Regions from separate parts of the Sus scrofa genome. Here region 1 is linked to region 2. The links are chromatin contacts, called in public Hi-C maps. All regions are on one chromosome and are shown on one strand. Each heading gives the region's core, a stretch centred on a gene start, on an enhancer-like site or on the middle of the called end of the contact. The rest is flanking DNA. Distances are from core to core; before and after follow the strand shown.

Region 1 (5,309 bases), core at 1,042-3,541, 96 kb after region 2:
GGGGATCATCTCCGAGTCATTTACGTCCACCTCCAACAACACCATCACTCACTGAGAATCACCCTTCCTTCCTTCCCTACCAGGTAATCAATCTCGTACCTACCCTTCAAAACGCTTAGGCTCCACCCCTTAGGGTGCCTTCCCAGGCTCCCTTCAGAAACCCGTGCTCCCTTTTCCATGTTCTCAGTCTCTGTGAGACAGCCACCCCTGAAGCCTGCACACAAGACCCAGATCCATCATCAAAGCCTCTCAACTCAGCTACCCGACACTCTAGACACCCTAGGGTTTTCTCCCCACTGCACCACAACAGGCACGCACACCTGGCTGCCTTCACCCGGACCATGGAGCCTCTTTCCTAGACTCTCACCATCCAGTTTCCACCAGCTGCCTATGGGTCCCTCAGATGTCCAGCCCCCAAAACAATGCCTTGGACGTGGCGAATGCTGAAGAATGTCCATGGAAGGTATAGATGACTCAATCAGCCAACTACATTTCTATCTTCCAAACAAGCTGTTCAAGCAACTTGCATCGTGTGCATAACGAAATATGACTAATTTTAAGCATGTAAATGACTAATTTCAAGCATGTAAATTTTAAATTAAGCATATAAGCAAAGAAATGCCAATCACTCCTCCCTACTCAGGAACCTGGGCACAGTGCAGAATGTATGTTATTATTGTATGTCTCTTTCTCTTCACGATTTTGTTGGCTTCCCGAGTACATGTGCAACCTGATTACTGATCTAGAACGTTGCGATCACAGAAGTGATTTCTATGATTATTCATAAACAACCCTTTAAATGTGAGTGTAGGTTTAGAGGGGTTTTCCCCTTCGACTGTTTCAAGACAAACGAGTACCCAATTTCCACTAATTTTATTTGGTTTCTCAATAAAAGAGTTCAACTGTAAGGAACACTTTAGAGCTGTTAAGTCAACATCTTCCATCATTGTGTCAGGTTCTTAAACGTCCCCAAGATTTTCTTTAAAAGGCCAGTTTTATTCTAGTTTTTCTCCACACTAAAAACAACAGTGTAAAAAGGGTTTTTTCCTCTTAATGTCAGAGATACTCACACGCGATCAGTCTTGACAAAGCCACCGTCCCCCTTAACTGTGACCCCCAAACCCCCAGGACCCAAACCACTCCAACGTCGGGGACAAAAAGGAAATTTTAAAAGTGAATATGCTTTCCACCGAACGCTGCTCTGCGGCAAAGACAATATCCTCAGGTGCCTGAGAAAAACTTGGGAGGCGTGGGCTGTTGTCAAACAGACACAGACGATGCAACACTTTAACAAAACGCCTTTCCACTTCTGACACATTGTAGAGGAATGCAGCGAAGTGGAGACAATGTTACCACTCCACGGGGACGAGGAGAACGCTACTCCACACCCGGCCGTGGCCCCGCAGCCCCCGTGCGCGTGGACCTAGTTGCAGTCAGTCAACTCGGCAATCCGGTGACCGATTTCGGGGCTGTGCTCCTTCAAGGAGCCGTGCTCCGGGGCCTCTCGGTCACCGAGGCGCTGGGCTCCAGCGACGCTCGCGAGCCAGAGGGAGCGGGTCGGTCCCCGCGCCGCGCCCCCACCCCGCGGGACCCCCGCCCGGGGGGCAGGAGCGGCTCCCCCCGCCCGGCGGGGCCCGGAGGCACAGGCGAGCCACTGTCCCAGCGCGCGGAGCGAACTCTTCTCCGCCAGAAAAGTTCCCTGGGCCGGCCTCCGCCCGCGGGCCTGGGCGGGGAGCCGGAGCCGCAGTCCACAGCCGGGAACAGGCGTCCGGCCGGGCTCCGCGCGCTCCGGCGCGGCTCGAGCTCGGCTCCCGGGAGGCTCCGGGCGGCGGCGGCCGGGCGCCGGGGGAGGGGAGGGGGCCGGGGGCCGCGGCCCGGGCGCAGGCAAGTTTGCGGCCCGCAGCCCGGGCAGGGGGCGCAGGCCGGGCGGGCCGCGCGCGCTCCTTTCCCCGCCTCCGCCTCCTCCTCCCCTTCCAGGAAGCGCCATGTTGATCCCGGCGCCTTCCCTCCTCCCGCTCCTCCTCCCCTCCTCCGCCCCCTCCGCCGCCCGCCCCCGCCCGCGCCCCCGGCCCCTCACCTTGGCGATCGCCTTCCGGTAGCGGGTCACCGCTTGCTGGATGAGGCTGAAAACTTTCATGTGGCCGTCCCCGCACGGCACGACCACCCGGGTCCTCCCGAAGCACACGGTCACTTTCATGCCGCCGCCGCCGTCGCCGCGGGCCGGCCCGCGCCCCTCGCTGACCGCGGCCGGAGAGGCCGGAGCGCCCGGGGCCCGGGCGGCTGCACGCGGGGCGCGGGGCGCGGCGCGGGCGCGAGGCTAGGGGCCGGGGCCGGGGGCCCAATCGGCTCGCATGCCCGGCCCGCCGCCCTTGCCTCGCCTCGCCTCGCCTGGCCTGGCCCGAGGCTCGCCCGCCTGTGCCCGCGCGGCGCCGCAGCCTCCGGCCACCTGTTCGGAGTGTCGGCGCGCTCGGCGGCGGGGCCGTGTGGCGCTGGCGCGGCGCTCGATCGCGGCCGCGGGGGAGGGGACGGCGGCGAGGGGAGGGGCAGGGAGGAGGCGCGGAGAGGGGAGCGGCGCGGAGGGGAGGGAGGGGACGCGAGGGGAGGGGCGCGGAGGGGGAGGGAGGGGCGCAGCGGGCCCACAACACTGTGCACACGCGGCGCCGGGGCGCGGGGTGGAGCGCACCGCCGCCTCCCTCTGCCCGCGCCCTCCCCACCGCCGACCCCCAGCTCGGGCGCCGCTGCCCCCGCCGGCCCGCCTCGCGGACGCCCGGCCCCCCCGCCTCCCGCAAGCTCTCCGGAGCCCCCGTTCCTTTGTCGCCGTGAATGCCCCTCCTCGGCTGGAGGGCCCCGGGCGGAATCGCGGCGGACTCGACGCGCCCCGGAGGGCGGGCAGGGTGCTCCCGCCCGGTCCCCCCACTCCCCGACTCCTTGGAGCGCCAGGCGACGCGCCGCCGGCCGAAATGAGGGGGCGGGGCGGGGCGGGGGGTGGGGGCTTTCTTCCGAGACCACTATTTACCTTGAGGCTCCTGTGACCCCGCGGTGACCCACCCGCTTCAGCGTCTGCAACTCCAACATCAGCAATTCAGATCGTTTTATTCCTTAAAATTCTGCAGCCCAAGCAATCTTAACGCGAAGTTACGAACAATAACACTGAGAAGGCCGGCGCGGAGCGCGGGCACCTCAGCCCAGGAGGGAAAAGCAGCGCCGCAAGGAGTTACCTGCGTGGCGACAGGCGACAGTTTAGAGGAACAGGGGCCAGGTCAAGAAAAGTAACTGACGGGCCACTCTTGTCTCAGTTATGGCAGGAATCTTCGTGTTCCTCACAACTGTGTGTCATTGTGTTGAAAGAATGGCAAATGTCAGCAAAGACGCAGGCCCACGTCTGTCCCAAACGATGGTGGATTTATTTTTGCCAGCTTGTCTAGGGTGTGTGGAAGCAGGCGACAGCTCCCTGAGCTCAAGTAGAGCTTCAGCACGTAAAGCAGGAAGCGCTGGGGACCGTCTACCTGCCATTTCAAAATAAGGAACCAGGACAGAGATTCATCTGCTTTCCAGGATCCCTGCACTGTCCACTGCCCCAGGTATAGTGCAATTTGTCCTGTAAAACATTGTACTTCCTCTCATCTCCAGCCGTTGACCAATACAATCAGTTGTCCTTGCAAAGCAGGGCCATGAGTAGATACCACATGTCATCATCTCACCTTACCCTAGGATACTAGGGAGTGTTGAAATCACTTGCCCAAGGCCACAGAGAAAACATGAGGCAGACCCAGCAAGAGAACCCAGGTTTCCTTCCATGCATTCACAGAAAAAGCTTTCATACTCTTCTGTTTAGCTGCAATGTACAACACTTCTACACAGTGATCAGTTTGTGACAGCGATGACAACTGGCTGAGGTCTTCTTGCTTCTTGTATTAATGTTTGGCTCCACAGTGGCAATTCCTGATAATTAGAGACATTGTTTCTGTGTTGATGCTTTGGGGAGGGAGGAGTATACTGATTGAAAGGCAAGTTCAAGAACAGCCAGAGGACATCAGACGTCGCTGGCATCTAGGTTCAGATCCTGAAGGGTAACAAAGTCAGGACAGGCCAGCAAAGGATGATGCTGGGGAGGAAGGGAGAGAGGGGGAGGAGGAGACCAAGGCTCAGAGAAATTGCTGGACTGATGATACAGCTGTGCAGTGTCTGGACCAGGGCCTCATGACTCTCAGGCCTGTCCTGGCTTCACTTCAATTTGATTCCACACACAGAGAAGACCTTCCATGTGGAAAACATTGGCTAAATGTTACAGAATTTTTAAAGGGACTAAGAAAAATATAGATTTTGGAATAAGATAGCTACTCCAATAACTGTAATTCAAGACATTATCAAGTGCCAGCAAAAGGTTTAGGGCCGTACTGCGGAGGGAGGCCTGCCTTCACAAAAGAGATGTGCCACTTTATTTACATCAACTCCTTCCACTATTCAATAGTTAATAAGGGTTTAGACAGGTTTTTAAAAATATGATCATAGGGAGTTCCATTGTGGCGCAGCAGAAACAAATCAGACTAATATCTATGAGGATGTGTGTTCGATCTCTGGCCTAGTATCTTACCGTTAGAACATTTTAATAATTAGGGATAAAGAAAACACAGGTGTTTTTAAAACTCAGTTACATTTTGGAAATTATTATTTCTGAAGTATTTGAAACAGATGTGGAATGCCTTTCACTGTTATCCTTAAGATGCCATTGGCAATGTCATATGCCTAACCTCTCACACGTTCAGTCTAAAGAAGAATTGGATCTGTATTCACCAGATAATGATTGTCTACCTATTTTGTAGCAAGCGCTGTATTGCAGGCTGGGGATGTAAGTTCCTCCCTCAAGAGGTGCCCAGTCTGGTAAAGGTTTCAGACGTCAACAGGTGGCCACCAGAGGATGATAGATGCTACACATCAAGGATGGTGGTGGTACCCAGAGGAAGTGCTCACTCCTGGGAGAGGAAAGAGGGAGAGGTAGAAGCAGACCATCTAGAGGGACTCTGTCCAAGAGAAACATCAAGCAAGCACATTTGTAACCTTAAATCTTCTAGTACCAACCTGAGACCTTCCCAGGCCCCCCCAACCCAACCCCACCCCCACCCCTCACCCAGAGCCAGACCTGCTTAGGTCAGAGGAGGTGAGTGGTAGTGAGATTGGTCTTTGACGAAATCCAGTGCCCAGGCTGTGGCATTCTAGGCAATAATTCAGGTGCACTGGACCAGGGCACACCCAGCCCTGCTGCTGCTCTGTCCCTGATTTCAAATGGCTGACTCATCCTCCCCTCCTCT
Region 2 (5,844 bases), core at 1,717-4,216:
CAGAGGTGAGGAGATGGCATTCTAAAACTAACAGGGATTCTAACATTCAAATTAAATTTCCTCCCTGGGAGCTCCCATTGTGGCTCAGTGGTTAACGAATCCAACTAGGAACCATGAGGTTGCGGGTTCGGTCCCTGCCCTTGCTAAGTGGGTTAATGATCCGGCGTTGCCGTGAGCTGTGGTGTAGGTTGCAGACGCGGCTCGGATCCCGCGTTGCTGTGGCTCTGGCATAGGCCGGTGGCTACAGCTCCGATTCGACCCCTAGCCTGGGAACCTCCATATGCCGCGGGAGCAGCCCGAAGAAATAGCAAAAAAAAAAAAAAAAATAATAATAATAATAAATTAAGAAGAAGAGAGTGGGGCGGGGGGCGGAAGGGGTCTCCCTAAGCGTGTCCGACATGTGCGAGGGTCGGGCAGGTGACTGGGGTGCTCAGCCTGGACAGGGTCAACAGGAGAGCAGGCATTGCGGTGCCACAGCCCCAGTCACAGACGCCGCCGGACCGCATCTCCTGCAGCTGTCAGAAGCCGCGCTTGCACCCCTGAGGACAGGGTCAAAGAAGGAATCCAGAGTCTAACAGGGAGGTGGACTCAGTATCTAACAGAAGATACAAATAGAGCATTAAGGAGCCCTGCCAAGCTGAATTGGATAAAAAAATGTGTATCGGGGTTATGCCAATACCTTCAATCAAGCATATATTAAATCACAAATGACTAAACGCTAACATTAGAAAAACGCTAACTTGTTATTTTCTAAATAGTAATAAGTAGGATCTCACCCCCCCACTCTGTCCCTCACCCCCACCCCTTCGAGAGGACGTCACCTGCAGCGATAACAAGTTCTAGTTTACCTACCACATATTTAAGAATAAACTGGCTCAGGAGTTCCCATCGTGGCTCAGTGGTTAACGAATCCGACTAGGAACCATGAGATTTCGGGTTCGATCCCTGGCCTTGCCCAGTGGGTTAAAGATCCGGCGTTGCCGTGGGCTGCGGTGTAGGTTGCAGATGCAGCTCGGATCCGGCGTTGCTGTGACTGTGGTGTAGGCCGTCAGCTATAGCTCTGATTTGACCCCTAGCCTTGGAACCTCCATATGCCGCGGGAGTGGCCTTAGAAAAGGGAAAAAGACAAAAAAAGAATAAACTGGCTCAATGCTTCTGCACAGGGTCCCCATCAATCACAATGACAGGAAACATCCCCAGAGGCATCCTGCCTGGCAGACCAGCCTGGCTGCTCCATCTCCAGTGGGAGCGGGGTCAAGCAGGCTCGCGGTTCGACACGGTGCCCCAGTGGTCAGTCCGCTCCCTCCTCATGCCCAGACACATGCTGAAAGCCTCCATCTCAAAAACACTTAACTTCACATCGTCTGCCTCTGCCTGTGTAGAAACCCTTAAATGAACGTGATGCCTTACTGACTCCCCAGATTTTATCTGTCACAGTTAAGGTGCTCTTCTTTGAACTTCTTTCAGCTCAGATCACTGAATATTCCAAACAATCCTTTAAAAACCAAAATGTGGAGTTCCCGTCATGGCACAGTGGAAATAGGCCGGCAGCAATAGCTCTGATTAGACCCCTAGCCTGGGAAGCTCCATATGCTGTGGGTGCGGCCCTATAAAGATAAAAAAATAAAAAATAAAATAAAGTAAAAACTAAAATGTATTAGGTATCAATCAGATCAGAGTAATTAGTCTTTGGCTTTATTAGGTCAAGAAAAGTTTTAAACTTCCCACTTAGCACAGCTCGTTTCCCTGCTTGGAGGGGAAAAAAAACCCAAGGCCCTCATAAATGTTGCATTAGCCTAGTACACTGTTTTAAAACATGCTCAAGTATTGACCACAGTGATGCAGCAGAGGCCCTGAAGGTGCTGGCTTGGTAACTCCGCAGGGACACAGGACCTGGACAGGGCTGCTTCCTCCTGGGGCGGGGAATGGGGGGCCTGTCTTACACTCTAAATACAGGGCAGAGGGGGCCACCGTAGAGTGTTTGACTCTCAAGTTCCTGTGTCTGTTACTTCCAGGGCGATGGCTCTGGGACTGCTACTAAAACCCAGAGCCACCAGCAGAGGGCACTCTGGAGCAGAGGTTCCTTTCCTCCACAAAGGGAAAGAGTCCTGCACCCCAACAAGGCAGAAACGCCTTCTTAACTGAAACTTCATATTCAGCATGGGAACAGATTAATCAGAAATTAGAAGCCGCTCACGTGTTCATGAGAAAAAGGCAATTGGAAAGATGCTGCAAAACAAACCCAACAGCATTTAAAATATCCCTCCTTATAAAACACTTCTGCAGGGGGGGGAAACAAACTATGCAGAGCATTCGGAAGCTGTACCATGGTCTACAAAGCCACGCAGTTAAAATGTCCCTCCAAATCACGCCCAGGTGTAACGGTTTGTACGACCATCCACTCTCTTGTAATGACACAGAGGGTGCTATTCATTCCCCCTTTGGTTCTCCTAGATGACTAATTTTTTAAAGGTCATACATTTCTCTATTTGCTAGCAACATGTTTCTAAACTGATTAGTCAATTTCTAAATTTCCTTGTAAAAATTAAACAATATGTAAGACACTGCCCTGTTCCTAACCTCCATAAATTATTTTAAATAATTTGATTACTGTCACAGTAAACATAGCATATAGAACCACAGGAAATACTACAGTGAAATAATATGCATATATTATCTTAATTTACGTATGCATATGTAAGTTAAATTGGCCACATACCGTGAGACGTTTTTGTTCGTTACTGCTATGCCCAGTTACTGCCCCTCAAGGCAGAGCACCATGGTGAGGGGTGGGGAAGGGCGCCTGGGGAAGTCAGCCCGGCCGGAGGCATTTCCGGAACCCCTGCAACATCCCCAGGGTTCTGGATGTCCTGATCCAAGGGACAAAGACGTGCTGCGGAGCAAGTGCCCCAGCAGGAAAATGCCAAGGCTCTGAATCAGCCTCATGAGCTAAGTGGCTTCGGAGGTTCCTCAATTGGAAGGGAGCTGCTTCAGCACAAGGCAGAGCGTCCCGGAGGTAGCGCCCAGGCTCTGAACCTCGCTGGAGCCAACTCCTGACCCTGTCTCTGCCTTCCTTCCCTCGGCTGAGAAATGGAACAAGAAAGAGTCCCCAACGCACAGAGCAGTTAAACTGATGAAAGCAGTGGAAACCTTCAAAGCAGTTAAAAGAGCTCAGGGCATTTAGGCACCGCTCAGCCAGTTTAGCTACTATTGTTATAGCCAGGATGTTCCAAAAAAGTCCCTTCCTCAACTGTGTGGAGTATTGTACATTGTCAAACCTCCCCTTTGAGGGGCACAGCTCTATACAGTCAATCTATTCAAAACGGAGGGAGGGTGTGCGGAGGGCGTCCTCTATACATCATCCGAAATACCTGGGGAGCTTTCTTAACTGCTCTCCGCCCCCCACCTCGGACCCACTCTTCTGGAAACCAACACTGTGAGCTCTCCCACCTCCCACAAGGGTAGTGACTGCACAACAAGGTTCTCTGCAACCCAGAAGAGTATCTGCTTGGGGTGGGCTGAGTCTACTGTCACGGTTTAAAAAGAAACCCTCTGTTCCCCCTGTTTGCGGCCATGCAGTAGCTAAATGCAGCATCTAAGCATCAACTTCTCGAGACTGAGATTTGGTCCAAGTTCCTCCCAGCTTGAAGGGTCAGTATATAGATCATCAATTAGCACCTCGTGGACTTATGCCTCAGTTTAACCAGCAGCAGCCAAGTGTTTCTGAGCCAGATGCAGTGCAACTTCCCAAAGCTCCCTAAAGCTCTCAGTGATAACTATTTTTATATACTTAGGAGCTAGTAGTTTCCTAAAACAAAAGCTGTTCTCTCTTAGCCATACGAGAAAGGCCAGGACTGTTTGTACAGCGCCCTCCCTGAGCCCGGACCTGGGAGGGGCCTCTCCCACAAACACAGGGTCCCGGAGTCCTCATGGCGGGCAGCTTCCTATGGGTTTCTGCAGACTAGGACTCAGCTCTAGTCCCTGCTGTGCTGATAACTAGCTGCTCGAGCTCGGGCAATTCCAAGGCCTGGCCTTTCCCATCTGTAATCACAGAGAGGCGGCACCAGACCAAGGGCCCCACTCCCTTAGCACGGTACCATGCTGAGCCACAAAAACCAGACGACCCGCTCCCCCTTCACACAGCCTGCCGGGTTCGGCCGGTGTTCGGAAAAGTCACATTTAAACACCTTGGCGCAGAGGGACATGTGTGTGATTGGGTCACTTTGCTGTACCACAGAACTTGAAGAAACACTAAATCAACTCTACTTAAATAATATTAAACAAATAATTTTTAATTTTTAAATTTTTTTAAAAAAATTAAAAAACAAACACTTTGGCGCAAGAGTCCCAAGCTCACATGCCTGCAGGAACCAAGAATACACGAAGGGGGTCGGGGAGGAGCGAGAGGAAAATCAGGTGGGCAACGGGCAGGTTCAGGGCCTGGAGAGGCTGGGCCTCAGGAGGAGCTGCCCGTTCTGATGATCCGTGTGGCACCTTCTCACCTGCTCAGAGGGCCCTGACAGCTTCCAAGCCCTGCTGTCCAGACCACCCTCCTCTGCAGGCAGGGCAACTTCTACTGGACCCCAAGCAGGCCTGTCCTTCTTGGCGGCTTTAGCCTGAAAGCAGGAAGGATGCCCAGCCTGTGCTTGGAAGGAAGTGGAAATTCATTTAACTGAAACAAGTCCGAGCACAGCAACCAGGGAGATTGCTGTGTTTGTTTTCTTAATCAAAAACCATCCGTCCAAGTTTATAAGCAGAAAATGATTTATGGACATTTTGAAGCCTTTGAGATTTTGCTCTGTCTCCAGTCTCTCCTCTCTCCATCCCAACATCCTACACTGTTGCCAGAATAAAACTCTTGCGGCCCTGTTGGGAAACACTCTTTGAGAATTAAAAGTGGAGATCCCGGAGTTACCATCGTGGCTCAGCCGTTAACGAACCCGACCAGCATCCATGAGGACACGGGTTCGATCCCTGGCCTTGCTCAGTGGGTTAAGGATCCGGTGTTGCCGTGAGCTGTGGTGTAGGTTGCAGACGTGGCTCAGATCCCACGTTGCTGTGGCTCTGGTGTAGGTTACATGTGGGGCTCAGATCCCACATTGCTGTGGCTGTGGTGTAGGCGGGAGGCTGCAGCTCCAATTCTACCCCTAGCCTGGGAGTCTCCACATGCCACGGGTGCGGCCCTAAAAAAAAAGGCTAAAAAATAAAAGTGGGGTTCCCTACTGGGAATGACGCAAGTATTCACCCCACCTCCACGCACGCGCCCCTCCACTCGGTACCTACTGCCTCATTCACCTTGTGTACTGGGCACAGCCCAAGGGCACCTGGCATTTGGCAAGTGACTTTTAATGTTAATGCCAAAACAACACAAGACCACCCCCCCCCCGCCCCTCACACACATTCTGGCTCAAAGGCCACATTGATTTAATTCGATTAGATTCCACTGGTTTGAGGCTTAGTCGTGTGCTGCGCATGATGGATTGTATGTTTAAGGTCGTGCAGAACAAAAACTCTTCCTTCTCCCTTTTCCTCGGGCTAGTTAAGAACTGATCATAACTCACAAAACAAAGCTTTTAGAAAAAAAGCTCACATTTGGCTCTCAAATACTTAATAGAAGGATACAGTGCTTCAAATACATGTAAAGACCCTATGGGAAACTTGTACATTAAAACACGGAAAATGAGACTTTTCAAAGACATAATAAGTGTCTTCTGTGAACATCTTCACAGATGAGAAGTCACGTTAGCAAGTCCCCATCTTAAATATTTCCACAGACTGTGACGACATAGGACACTTCAGAAGTAAAAGCAGCAAAACTCCTCAATTCTGAAGCATCACCTAAAA

The links. A called contact is a pair of places that touch in the nucleus more often than the background predicts.
Region 1: a Hi-C map of skeletal muscle shows a contact between it and region 2, with 3 times the contacts expected there. The contact joins the promoter of PARD3 here to the enhancer-like site in region 2. A contact is called at or near these places in 1 of 5 promoter capture datasets (liver), 12 of 47 Hi-C or Micro-C datasets (adipose tissue, embryonic fibroblasts, fetal liver and 3 more) and 1 of 2 datasets of contacts at active chromatin or transcription factors (skeletal muscle).

Annotation. Positions count from the first base shown.
Region 1 is chr10:57,598,224-57,603,532 of Sscrofa11.1, forward strand. PARD3 (partitioning defective 3 homolog) reads right to left here and starts at 2,292. Exons shown (of 26, transcript XM_021064231.1): 1 at 2,078-2,292. The coding sequence starts at 2,197. LOC106507921 (a long non-coding RNA gene) reads left to right here and starts at 2,631. Exons shown (of 3, transcript XR_001304304.2): 1 at 2,631-3,581.
Region 2 is chr10:57,501,470-57,507,313 of Sscrofa11.1, forward strand. The region is part of intron 1 of PARD3 (partitioning defective 3 homolog); the gene reads right to left. Among named protein-coding and RNA genes, the nearest start is that of PARD3, 96 kb to the right of the region's middle. Within about 2 kb of position 2,967, at least 28 of the 83 cell types and tissues checked have an H3K27ac peak or open chromatin away from gene starts, as enhancers often do. A contact at or near this core is called in adipose tissue, liver and skeletal muscle, where this site is marked.